Linked DNA regions of Anser cygnoides: region 2 is linked to region 1. A link is a contact called in public Hi-C data. All regions are on one chromosome and are shown on one strand. The core of a region is the stretch at or near the end of the contact, and the rest is flanking DNA. Distances in the headings are between cores, read along the strand shown. Region 1 has its middle 9.1 kb from the start of EXT1. Region 2 overlaps DEPTOR (DEP domain containing MTOR interacting protein).

Evidence for each region. Hi-C and Micro-C count contacts between places; a contact is called where the count stands out from the background.
Region 2: a Hi-C map of liver shows a contact between it and region 1, with 7 times the contacts expected there. The contact joins two enhancer-like sites. A contact is called at or near these places in 2 of 7 Hi-C or Micro-C datasets (both in liver).

What each region holds. Positions count from the first base shown.
Region 1 is chr2:149,309,192-149,314,387 of Taihu_goose_T2T_genome, reverse strand. No RefSeq gene overlaps it. Among named protein-coding and RNA genes, the nearest start is that of EXT1, 9.1 kb to the right of the region's middle. Within about 2 kb of position 2,722, at least 2 of the 3 cell types and tissues checked have open chromatin away from gene starts, as enhancers often do. A contact at or near this core is called in liver, where this site is marked.
Region 2 is chr2:149,986,080-149,991,275 of Taihu_goose_T2T_genome, reverse strand. The region is part of intron 2 of DEPTOR (DEP domain containing MTOR interacting protein); the gene reads right to left. Among named protein-coding and RNA genes, the nearest start is that of DEPTOR, 6.9 kb to the right of the region's middle. Within about 2 kb of position 2,530, at least 2 of the 3 cell types and tissues checked have open chromatin away from gene starts, as enhancers often do. A contact at or near this core is called in liver, where this site is marked.

The DNA.
Region 1 (5,196 bases), core at 1,473-3,972:
GATTCACCTGACCAGCAGTCAACATTCGCAGTGTCTTTGTACGGTCTCTGCTGGGGAAATCTCCATCCTGGCCTAAAGCAGCCAGCCACGATGGCAAAGCACACCTTAACGCTGCTGTTTCCCCTCTGCTGACCGTGAGAGGAGGCTCAGAAACCAGCTCAGATAAAGCCTATGGCAGAATAAATTTAGGTGAGGCGAACCCTACTTGCTGATGCTCTTTGAAGCCAAATTCATAGACAAGTCCCTAATCATTTTGAGAATTTCTGGTGAGATGCCTGGCATGATCCGCGAGCCCTTCCTCACAGGATGCTGAGCTCCTGCGGCGCTACCCGACAAGGATAAAAGCTGCAAAACCCTCCCCACGCACCCTTTTAGAAGTCATGCTGCAGAATCTGAGGCTGAACGGCCAAAAAGAAATGGCTTTGCTGTAACGTGGGCTACGTCCTGTGCCCTACCATGAGACAGGAGCCCGCTGCCATGCCAGGTTCCCTGAGGGGATAACTCAACCCTCTGATGTGTTATGTGGAGTTTCTCAGGTGCATTTGCCATGGCTGGGAGGACACACACGTGAGTTAATTTGCAGAAGTAGGAAGCACATGTCCGGACGTTTCTTTAGCATGTCAAGAAAAGGCAAGGGTTTGGGCAGGCTGCTGGGTGTCAAGCAGACCCCCATCCCCGAATGTCTCAGGCGGTGTGCCCAGCAGGAGCAGCTCCTGCGTTGTCTCTCTCCTCTGAAGATGCACCAGGCAGGAGGGCTACACCGCGCATCTTTGGTTCTCTGGAGCATACCTACAGAGGCAACGAACTAGCAGCCATAAAGGTGGCTGTTTAACTGACTCGATTGTTTATAAATTTAATAAACAAATGTAAATACCAGTAGGTATCTGGAAACTAGTGTTTCGCGTTTTATCTGAGGCAGCACAATGAACGGAGAGCAATATTCAAGCACCAAAAGTTAGCAGACTAGGGACAAAAATATACTGGTTGCTAGGAGATGGCATTTAATCTAGAACTTTAGGCACTAAATAAAAACAAAGTTATAAGAAGAAACACTGTTTAGGACAGAAATCAGCACTAAGCAAGTGGTTGTTTGTGACAGGAACCGAAGCTGCCGCGGCGGCTGTTGAGCAAGGCCGGGGTGGACGGGAAGGTTATCGGCCGTGGAAACAAAACCCATGCCAGTGAGAGGCACTGTGGGCAAAAATTGGACCTTGCCTGGGCTGCTGGGAGGTGGGCCCCTAAGGTAGATAAGGCTTGTGCTTCCAAATATCCCCTGTCTGCGACGGAAGCACCACCAGAACCCAAAAGGTTGTGAATCTCAGCTCGCTCCCTCCAGTCGTGAGAGTTACAGCACAGCAAAAGTGACCTGCTTGTGAAGCTGAACCCTGAGTCCATCGCCTTTCTCCATGGAGATCCCTCATTTCTTAATAGAATTAAAAATTATATATATATATATATATATATATTTATTTTTTTTTTAAGAGGGGTGCACCCCTAGCCTAGTCCAGCTCATGGTAAGCAGCTACATCTTGTGAGGACTTGGAGGCAACCCTCTTCTGGTTCTTGTATGAAAGAAATTTACAGGCAGGTCTGAGAAACAACGTTCCTTCAGCACCATGACAGGGTAATTTCCATCTCAGAGGTCCCCTTGACCAAGGGTGGTAAGCACTTCTATAATATTTGGTCACGGTGATTGCATTAATTAGTAGGACCAAACTGCAGGGGTCTCAAGGGCCACATGGAAATTCAGACCTTTCATAACTTCAATATTACCCAAAATCCTGAATGCTGGAGCACAAGCTGTTTGGACTTGCTTAGGATAGCGCTTGTTGGATTGATTAATAATTTTCTCTGGGCAGCAGCCAAAGATCAGAGTCCATGCTGACGCCAGCAATCTGCCAGAGGGCTTGGGTATTATCAACAGTTGATATGGTCAGGCTTGAATAACCACTAGCGGAGTGGATATGAAGTTCCCTCTAGGAAGATCCATCGGACCATCTTCTCTGCTGTACCAGTGTGTCTTCTGAAGGTCAACAGCTGCTGTCTATGGCCTCAGCAGACCTGTAGGTGCTCTCAGGCAGGCAGTGACATGGGTCCTACATTACATTAACGACGCTGGCAGCATCTGGCATCTCCTCTGTGTTCAGTCTGGCTAGCACACCTGGATCTCACACCTGGATCTGCACACTCTCCACAGTGATGGAGATGTGGATCAGGATCATCACTCGATCCCTCTGACCGATCCCAGTGGCTGGGCGGGGGGACAGCAGGGAGGGCTGGCTGGATTCTGGTCATGACGTGTGGTTTAGAGCCCAGCCACCGCAGGTGCTGACTGCAGCGGTCTTGTTGTGGTCTCTCTAGGTGGCCCCGCGTGAGCACGGGGCTTGGACCAGGCGTCCTCCTCTTCCAGCCTCAGCCGTGCTGTGACACTGTGACTTTTACACCAGAAACGATACCAAAAAGGGGCTGGAGGGAGTAGGGGCAGAAACAGGCCACTAGCCTCAAAGGCCTCAAAGGCCTCAAAGGCCTCAAAGGCCTCAAAGGCCTCAAAGGGCAACAGATACCCAACTGGGTGTCCAAAGGGAATGACTTAAACTGCCTTTGCCTCTGCCAACAGCTCTGCCTGTGACCTCCACCCCTGCCACCTCAGGTGGGAAGCGCTGGCGCCCGCACCGTCCCTCTGCCCACCCCGTGGCCGTGCTCACGGCTCCCTCCAGCCCCGCACGCGCTCTGAACGAGGCTCCGAGGGAAAGGGAAATGTCAAAGACGCATGTGGGAACTGCATAATTTTTCTAGTTTATTTTAGCAGAATGTGATCCTGGGCTTCCAGGGGCCAGCGAGGGGGTTTTGTGTGTTGGGAGGTGATCGCAAATCGGGAGAGGAGCCCAGTGTACCGTTACTGCTCAGCTTTTAGCTATTTGATTTTTAAGTCCTATTCTGATCTAGGGGCAGGCTACAAACCTGTAAGTCAGCATTACATCTCCTAAGAGGCCTGGGAAGAGACTTCTGCTTATTTTCTGGTATCTTGGGCTAAAAATAAAGAACAGCTTGGTAAGATAAGCGCCCTCCAATTCCAGGGACCAGTACGCAGACCACAGCAGTCAGCAGGACCTGCAGCCAGCCGGGGCTCGGGGCTGAGCGGCAGCTTTCAAACATTAACTGCGATGTTTATCTGCCGTCAGAGGAGCTCATTTCCCGCACGCACGGACTGCGTGCGAGGCAGCCCACTTATCTGGTGGTACAATCGATAGGCAAAGCCTGCTGAAGTTGGGTGCCTTCTGCAAGCTCAATAACGCTGGAGTGAGCGCTGCTTTTCGGCATCAGTTGAAGAAGGAAGTAAAACCACAGGGTACTCGGGGGGGGTCTGATGCCAGGACCGTGTGATTTGTAAGACATAGGAGCCTGTTAGTATTTCCCTTGTTTCTTATCGCTCGTTTTTTAAGATTCAAGGTAGGTGAGATACGCCCTGCTGCAACCGTAATTAAACATACAAGTCTGGAGGAAGGAGGGGAACAGGGAATCGCCAAGTCTGCTCTTCATGGGAGGAGGATTCAGGGGAGCAGTGCAAAGCACTTCTGAGATCAGCTAATGGCAGCGGAGCGGACAGGGGAGATCCTGACCACCCAAGGTTTTCAGAGGTGCTGGCACCCATCCCCGTCTTTCCTACTGAAGTAGAGCTGCAGGAGCCAGATATCCTCACGCTGCCAGGAGGCCTCCCCACCGGGGCCATGCCTGTGAATTCAGGAGCAGCTCCAGGCTCCCCTGCTGCAGTAGCACTGCTCGCCCCATCTCGGGGAGTCTCCCCTTCCCTGGCCGAGCTTAAGGCTTCCTCTCATTTCCCTTGAAGCAGAAGAGGGATGTGCCCAGCAGCAGCAGCCGCTCCGGGTTGTGATCACCACCGACCCACGCAGGTGGGAAGGGGGACTCGCACCTGCTCGCACCGCGGAGGAGCAGGAGCACTTTCATCTCTGCGATTGTGTTTTACCTTTTGATGCCCTGGATGTTTATTGCTTTATCATGTATTAATTATTGGCATTCTCTAGGCTTCCTTCTATCTTAATCTGATTTAAGACAGACATTTGCATTTGAAAAGTAGCTAGCATGTATAGCAAATCCTTTCCCTTGGTTTCCTATTAATGTGCCCAGCTTTGATGTATTATATTAATGCCATTTGCCAGGGGTGAAATTAGCACACCACCTAGGGAGATCCACTTCCTTGGCGAACCTACTGCCTTTACCCACAGGCAAAGCATCTGCCTGCCCTGGCGCTAGCACCAGATCCTGATCCTGACGGCAGCAGCGCGGACATGCAGCCGCTCCTCTCCCCATCACCTCTGCACCGGCCACGTCCATCCCGCAGCACGGGGAGCTCCGTGCACACCCCAGCCTGCCGACCTGGGGCCGGGTGGGCCCACAGGCTGAGGATCAGAGAGGTCTGTGGCCGTGGGACAGCGAGAGCTGAGCACGATGAGGTGCACCATGCTGGTGATGGAGGGCTGGGCAGGGGAGGTTGTGGAGGGGCGCAGAGGGCTGCGCGGTCAGAGGGCTAGGCGAGACGTGGGGTTTGCCTAGTGGTCTTCTCGAGGGTGTACGCACAGCAGCTGACATGCATGTGGACTTCTCACAGCCTCAAAATGATCTGTCTAACCTTCCTGTCGCACTGTCGTGGTCAGTTTGGGAACAGAACAAACCATTCCTCTGGTTAGCTCAGTACCACCATTACTCCCTCCAACTTTTTTTTTTTTTTTTTTTTTTGGCTTGCACTGCATAGCTTGCATAATTTAGGTCTTTTGTGAAGTTTCCCTGAGCCTGATTGATCTGTTTAAATTGGAGCAAAGGGCCTATGGGGGTCACGGGAGCAACTGGCTGATGTTGACTTAGCTGAAAGGACGAGTGGTGGGCATGGGACTGGCTGACCAAAGGTGTGCTCAGAGCTGCTGACCTTAGCGAAACCGAGCTTAGGCGACCAGCCCCAACCCACCTCGGGTGTTTGCTGCAGCTGGGTGGCTTTGCCAGCCTGGATCAGATCCCAGGACCAGTGAGGCTGCAATGTCCCTGCGTGGCACTGCCCGGGAGGTGACAGCCTTTGTAAGGAGCTGTGCTGGGGCTGGAGACGTGGCCCTCCCAAAACAGCACTCTGATCCCAGCCTCGGTTGAGTCTGGGCAGCTCGAAGTGAGCTTGCTTCCCCTTAAATG
Region 2 (5,196 bases), core at 1,281-3,780, 680 kb before region 1:
CGAGAAGTGCAAGGGAAGCGATAAGAGCAGGGCAGCAGCGGCCTGCAGTTAGATCTGCTGTATCAGAAAACCACAGCCTTAAACCGTAGCGGAGTGAAATGGTGTAAGCTGGTTCCCCCGCCCGTACTTCTCCAGAAAGGGCTTTTTTGTGGTCATGCGGTAAATCGGTTTGTAAAACTGACCCAACTGAAATATCACCCATCAGAAAGCCCTGCTGATCACTGCCTCGGTGCAGGTCACCCTGTGATGATGGTCCAGAGGTGCTTAAGCCAAAGGAAGGGAAGCACCAAGCAGGGAACCAGCAGGCAGAAAGAAATAAGGGAAAGAGGGGACCACTGCTTTCATTGGCAATACCAGCTTGAAATTTTAGCCTTCAAAACTCTTTGCCTCACTCCACATCTGTAGCTGCAGGCACACCTGGCTCCCTGCAGAGCTGTACCATGAAGCAGGGCCTAGCTGAGGAACGGACAAATAGATGTCACCAGAAGCAGAGCCACTGCCTGAGGAGGCTCCTCTGACTTCACAGGTTTCACCAGAGCCCGAGCGAGCCTGTGGGTTATCTTGTCTCTTCCTCTGTGTTCCCATGCAACTTGTTCTCTCTCTACGCATCAGCATTTTCCAAAAACGAAGGAGCACGGCTGCACATTGTTGTCACAGAATCACAGAATTGTAGGGGTTGGAAGGGACCTCCAGAGATCATCGGGTCCAACCCCCCTGCCATAGCAGGTTCCCTAGAGCAGGCTGCCCAGGTAGGCGTCCAGACGGGCCTTGAACATCTCCAGAGGAGACCCCACAACCTCCCTGGGCAGCCTGTCCCAGCGCTCCGTCACCCTCACCGGGAAGAAGTTCTTTCGCATGTTGGTGCGGAGCTTCCCATGATCCATTTTGTGGCCACTGCCCCCAAATACACTTCCACTATATATTATATTATGCTTCCACTCCCAGTGTAGAGCACTTTCCTGGCAGTGCAGGTTTAAATAATCTAGCTTTCTTTAACCCTACAATCATTGTTATTCTTCCTGCTGCAAGGAACAAAGGCATGTTCACAATACAGTCATTTCTCCTTTAGGCCACAAGCAAAATGTGAGGTTCAAGGCAAAGGTCAACTCCCCAAACCATTACAAAAAAAAACATGTTGATATTTACAAAATTGATTAAAAATTCCTTCTCATCTGTCCTTCTGCTGGCTGGCTGAGGCAAACTGCCTTCATAAAACTGTCCATCCTATTTGCAGTACTAATAGTCTTAGTGAAACCACTGTAAGTAAGGATCCTTGTGACACTATGCCTAAACAGGTTTAAGTTCTATTTAAATCCAATGGTTTACACATCAAAATTATTTAAAATATGTGGTCTAGATGTTCTGCTCTTGGTTAAGGAAGAAAAGCAATAGGCCATGGCTAACATGAAGTGTGTGCTTCACCCAGTGAGTGCCAGTGGTTCTGCTGAGATCTCCAGCTTTGTAGCTCCTGTCATTATTTTAGCACCTCAATGCAGTTTCTCTTCAGAGATTGTTTGTGTACTTTGTTTTCTGTGGCATTTTTATGGAGTGTATTCTTCTTTCAAGCCCAGGTGCAAGTACCAAACCTGCTTATTTCTTACTTTTTCTTACCACAACTTTCATTCCCTTTGCCAGTTCTTCATCAGTTTAACCTTTTCCCGCAAAAGCTTGAGCAGATCACTGTATTCAAGCCTTGCTTTCAACGAGAAAAAAATATCTTCTAGTCAGCAAAAGTGCTCACGCAAACATGTGATGCCAGGAAGAAGGAGGCAAAAAGAGCTAACCACAATACAAGGGTTACAAATATAAAAAACAGAGTAAGTGGCAAGAAAGAGAGAAGGGTCTGGATTTTTAGAAGGGACTATCAGTTTCTGAGAGCAGACCCTACGCCAAAAGGTACCACCCAGGCCAGCACGCAGTGCCTGGGTGCTTGGCTATGGGATACAGAAGCCAACACCAGGATCTCAGCTGGGCTGGGAAGAAGCTAACTTTTGCTGCTGTGACTGCACCCTTCAAGTTGTTAAATTTTACATCAAAGAAAGCACGGAAATTCTAAAATGCTTACAATTCAAGAAGTACTGGCATCTATAGATAAAAGAAATACCTCTCAGTTAACTTGAGATGCACAGGTTGCTGCCTACTCCTTGTCCAGTTATCCATGAGGGAAAGCTGGCTGACCTCCCTCCTGGCTTCAGCCTGGGCTCTCACCCTGCAGTGGGACTTCGGAGAGGGGAAAGAGCGGGTCCTTTCCTGAACACTATTCCCAGAGCTCCCTGCCATCCCATCCCGGCACACGCCGTGTAACCTCTGCATCTCCAGAGGTATTTTTCTCTGCACCTTGGGAATGTCACTTTTGGGTTCCATGTCTGCTGCACGAAACTGCCACCAGCTGTGGCCAAGATTTGTGTTGCAAGGGCTTTATCTTTCCTCTGAGCACACAGAGCCTGCCCCTGCAGGGACCTGATAAATAGCTTGAATTCCTAGGCGCGATCACTATACAAATAGTAAATAATAACACCAAGTGATAGGAGCACTTCTCTGTCACGTTGCCAGCCTATGGCCACTGCCCCCACAGGAGCAGGGGTTGTGTAATAAGTGCGGGATACGGCAAAGCCAGGTTGCCTGTGGCATATTAATCCTGCCCTTCCTGCACCAATATCAGAGCAGTTTCCTTCACCTGTTCATAGGCAGCTCCTCTAATCTAAAATAGATAAAACCTACTCTTGCACATGGTTCAAATACAGTACCCTTGGCTTGCCTGCTAATCTCTGCTAACCTGAGACAAAAGTTAATGATTCACTCCACCTGGAATGGAATACACAGAATATACAGCAGCAGCCACTCTTACAACATCCGCCTTACTGTGGACATAGAGCAAGAGATCGCTGTTTGCACATGCATTGTTCACTGTTTTAACTCAGAGCTGTGCTCCAGGACAGCTGCTGACTGGAGTGGCTCAATTATCAAAAGAGCTTAAGGGAAAGACCTGAGCAAACGAGCAAACGAAAGCCTTACGCCTGGATTTCCAGAAATGCTGAATAACCAAAAGTTTAACTGGAAAAAATGAGAAATGGAGATTCCTGGCACTTGAACCATATGTATATACATATATCATATATGTATATCTATATATATACATGCATATATAAGCATGCACACACGCTTGATTAAAATTCCTTATATTCCCATATATATATATGGGAATATATATGTATATAAAAAATATATATATTTATATATATATAAATATATATATAATATATATATAGGGGGCCTGATATCATCAAAATTAGTACAAATGGGCAAGACTCAAAGACATAAGAAGGTGAATCATGTATCAAAGATTCTACAAAAAAAATGAACATATCCATTTGAAAAATATCACGCTGTTTAAAAAAATTACAATTAATTTGCATTAGGTAAAACATATCATTAAAAGTGTTGTGATAGCACAGAGATAGCAGGAAACTTCTGGGTGTCAAAGCACTTAATTTCGTGACCTTCCCGACCTTCACTTTGAAACCTTTTCTTTCAGCGTATTGCTCTGGTGGAATTTCACAGAGAAGACTGCCAATTTTTTGGTTGCTTGATTTTTGGAAAACAAATTAACGAAGGTGAAATTATTTGGGCAGAAAGCTCTGAAGCACTTCATTCCACAAAGATCTGATGATATAACCTCCTGTGTCCTATCTGCCCTCAAGTCAGCAGACATGAGCCTTCTCGAGCGAGACAAATGAAAAATATTTTGTTAGGGTTAGTTCTGAGGCCAATCAGTAAGCTCTTTGCTAATGGAAATGCAGCTACCAGGGGAGAACTAAGGTAGCTGCAGGAACATGGTGCAGGTGGGAGAAAAGCGCATACAATATCGGATTGGCTTAGGCAGATCACAGAATCTAACCTTAATGAATTCTGTCTCTAAAAATGCCATATAAGTTCGTTTAATATCTGAATACCAGTCTGGACCTGACTGTAGAGGAAGTGACCTCAAGGCGATTCTGTATCTGAAATCCTCACGTTCCTTTTAGTGCACAAGACCACACAGCTGCAGATGTGCATCACTACAGCGTTGATATAGTTTCAAGCACAGTGACAGCATTAAATAAATTGTGTAGCTATATGATTGATACTGATATGATCAATTTCTATGTTATTACATTAAAGGCATGGTTCTCTTGATTGCATTTCTCTTACTGCTATGCACCATGGGTGTTTTGCATCTTTGAATGCCAATGAACTTTTGAACCCTTCTGGAGTGAAAAAGGTTGACTATTTATTGCTCAGAATAAGAAAAAAATTTATGGACCTGTAGGCGCTATCATACTGGAGAAGTTAATGACTGTGAAAGTCATGCACTCTAATTTATTAAGAAGTTTTCTTAAAGTGATAATATTCCTGAAGCGGGACCCTTGGAAGACCAGTGAAAACTGGTTCTGGCTTTTCTCAGCTTCAAAATTTACAGCTCTTTACCATGTAAAACCTCTTCTGTAAAATGAAAGTCCTGTACAAATTCTGATAATAAGGCAAACAAATTTCTGTTAAACCGTTATCTTACATCTTGTCTTTCCAGGAGGAATGTAAGAAAAAGAGATTTAAAAGCATACTAAGCATACTTCGCACTTCCCTAACCAAAAACAAAGGAGATGAGAAACTGTCTTACTTGCAGAAAGTCTTTGGCTCATTTTAAAAGTTTCCTAATTATTTACTAAACCATTTAACAGAAGTGTGAGTTGGAAAAGGTGTTGCTTCTCATACAGGCTGGTATCCAAAAATCTGCAGAGAAGAAACATTAAATGTCATTAAAGTTTCACCTATTTCAGACAGCCGCACCACACAGACAATGGCAATTTCTGGTAAAATAAATAAATAGAAAGAAAAAATAAGTGCCCTTTTAATATTGCTGTTTGGTCAAGCAAAGCCTGAAGACACCCTGAATGACTAGGCACATTTTCTGTGAGAAACGAGGGACTCTTGGAAGACATACCAGATTTCAGTGACAATCTGGCATCGAGAAGCAATTAGCAGATGAGTGAGATATCAGACAACCCTGACTTGTAAGACAGGCAGCCAGCAAGTATATCAACACATGCCTGTTGAAACTGCTCTTGGTTGCCAGCTGTAACCAAGTTAATGCTCAAACTCCAACAGTGAGATTTCAATCCTTCCGCCAACCAGTGCTGGAGCGGGCATAACGTGTTG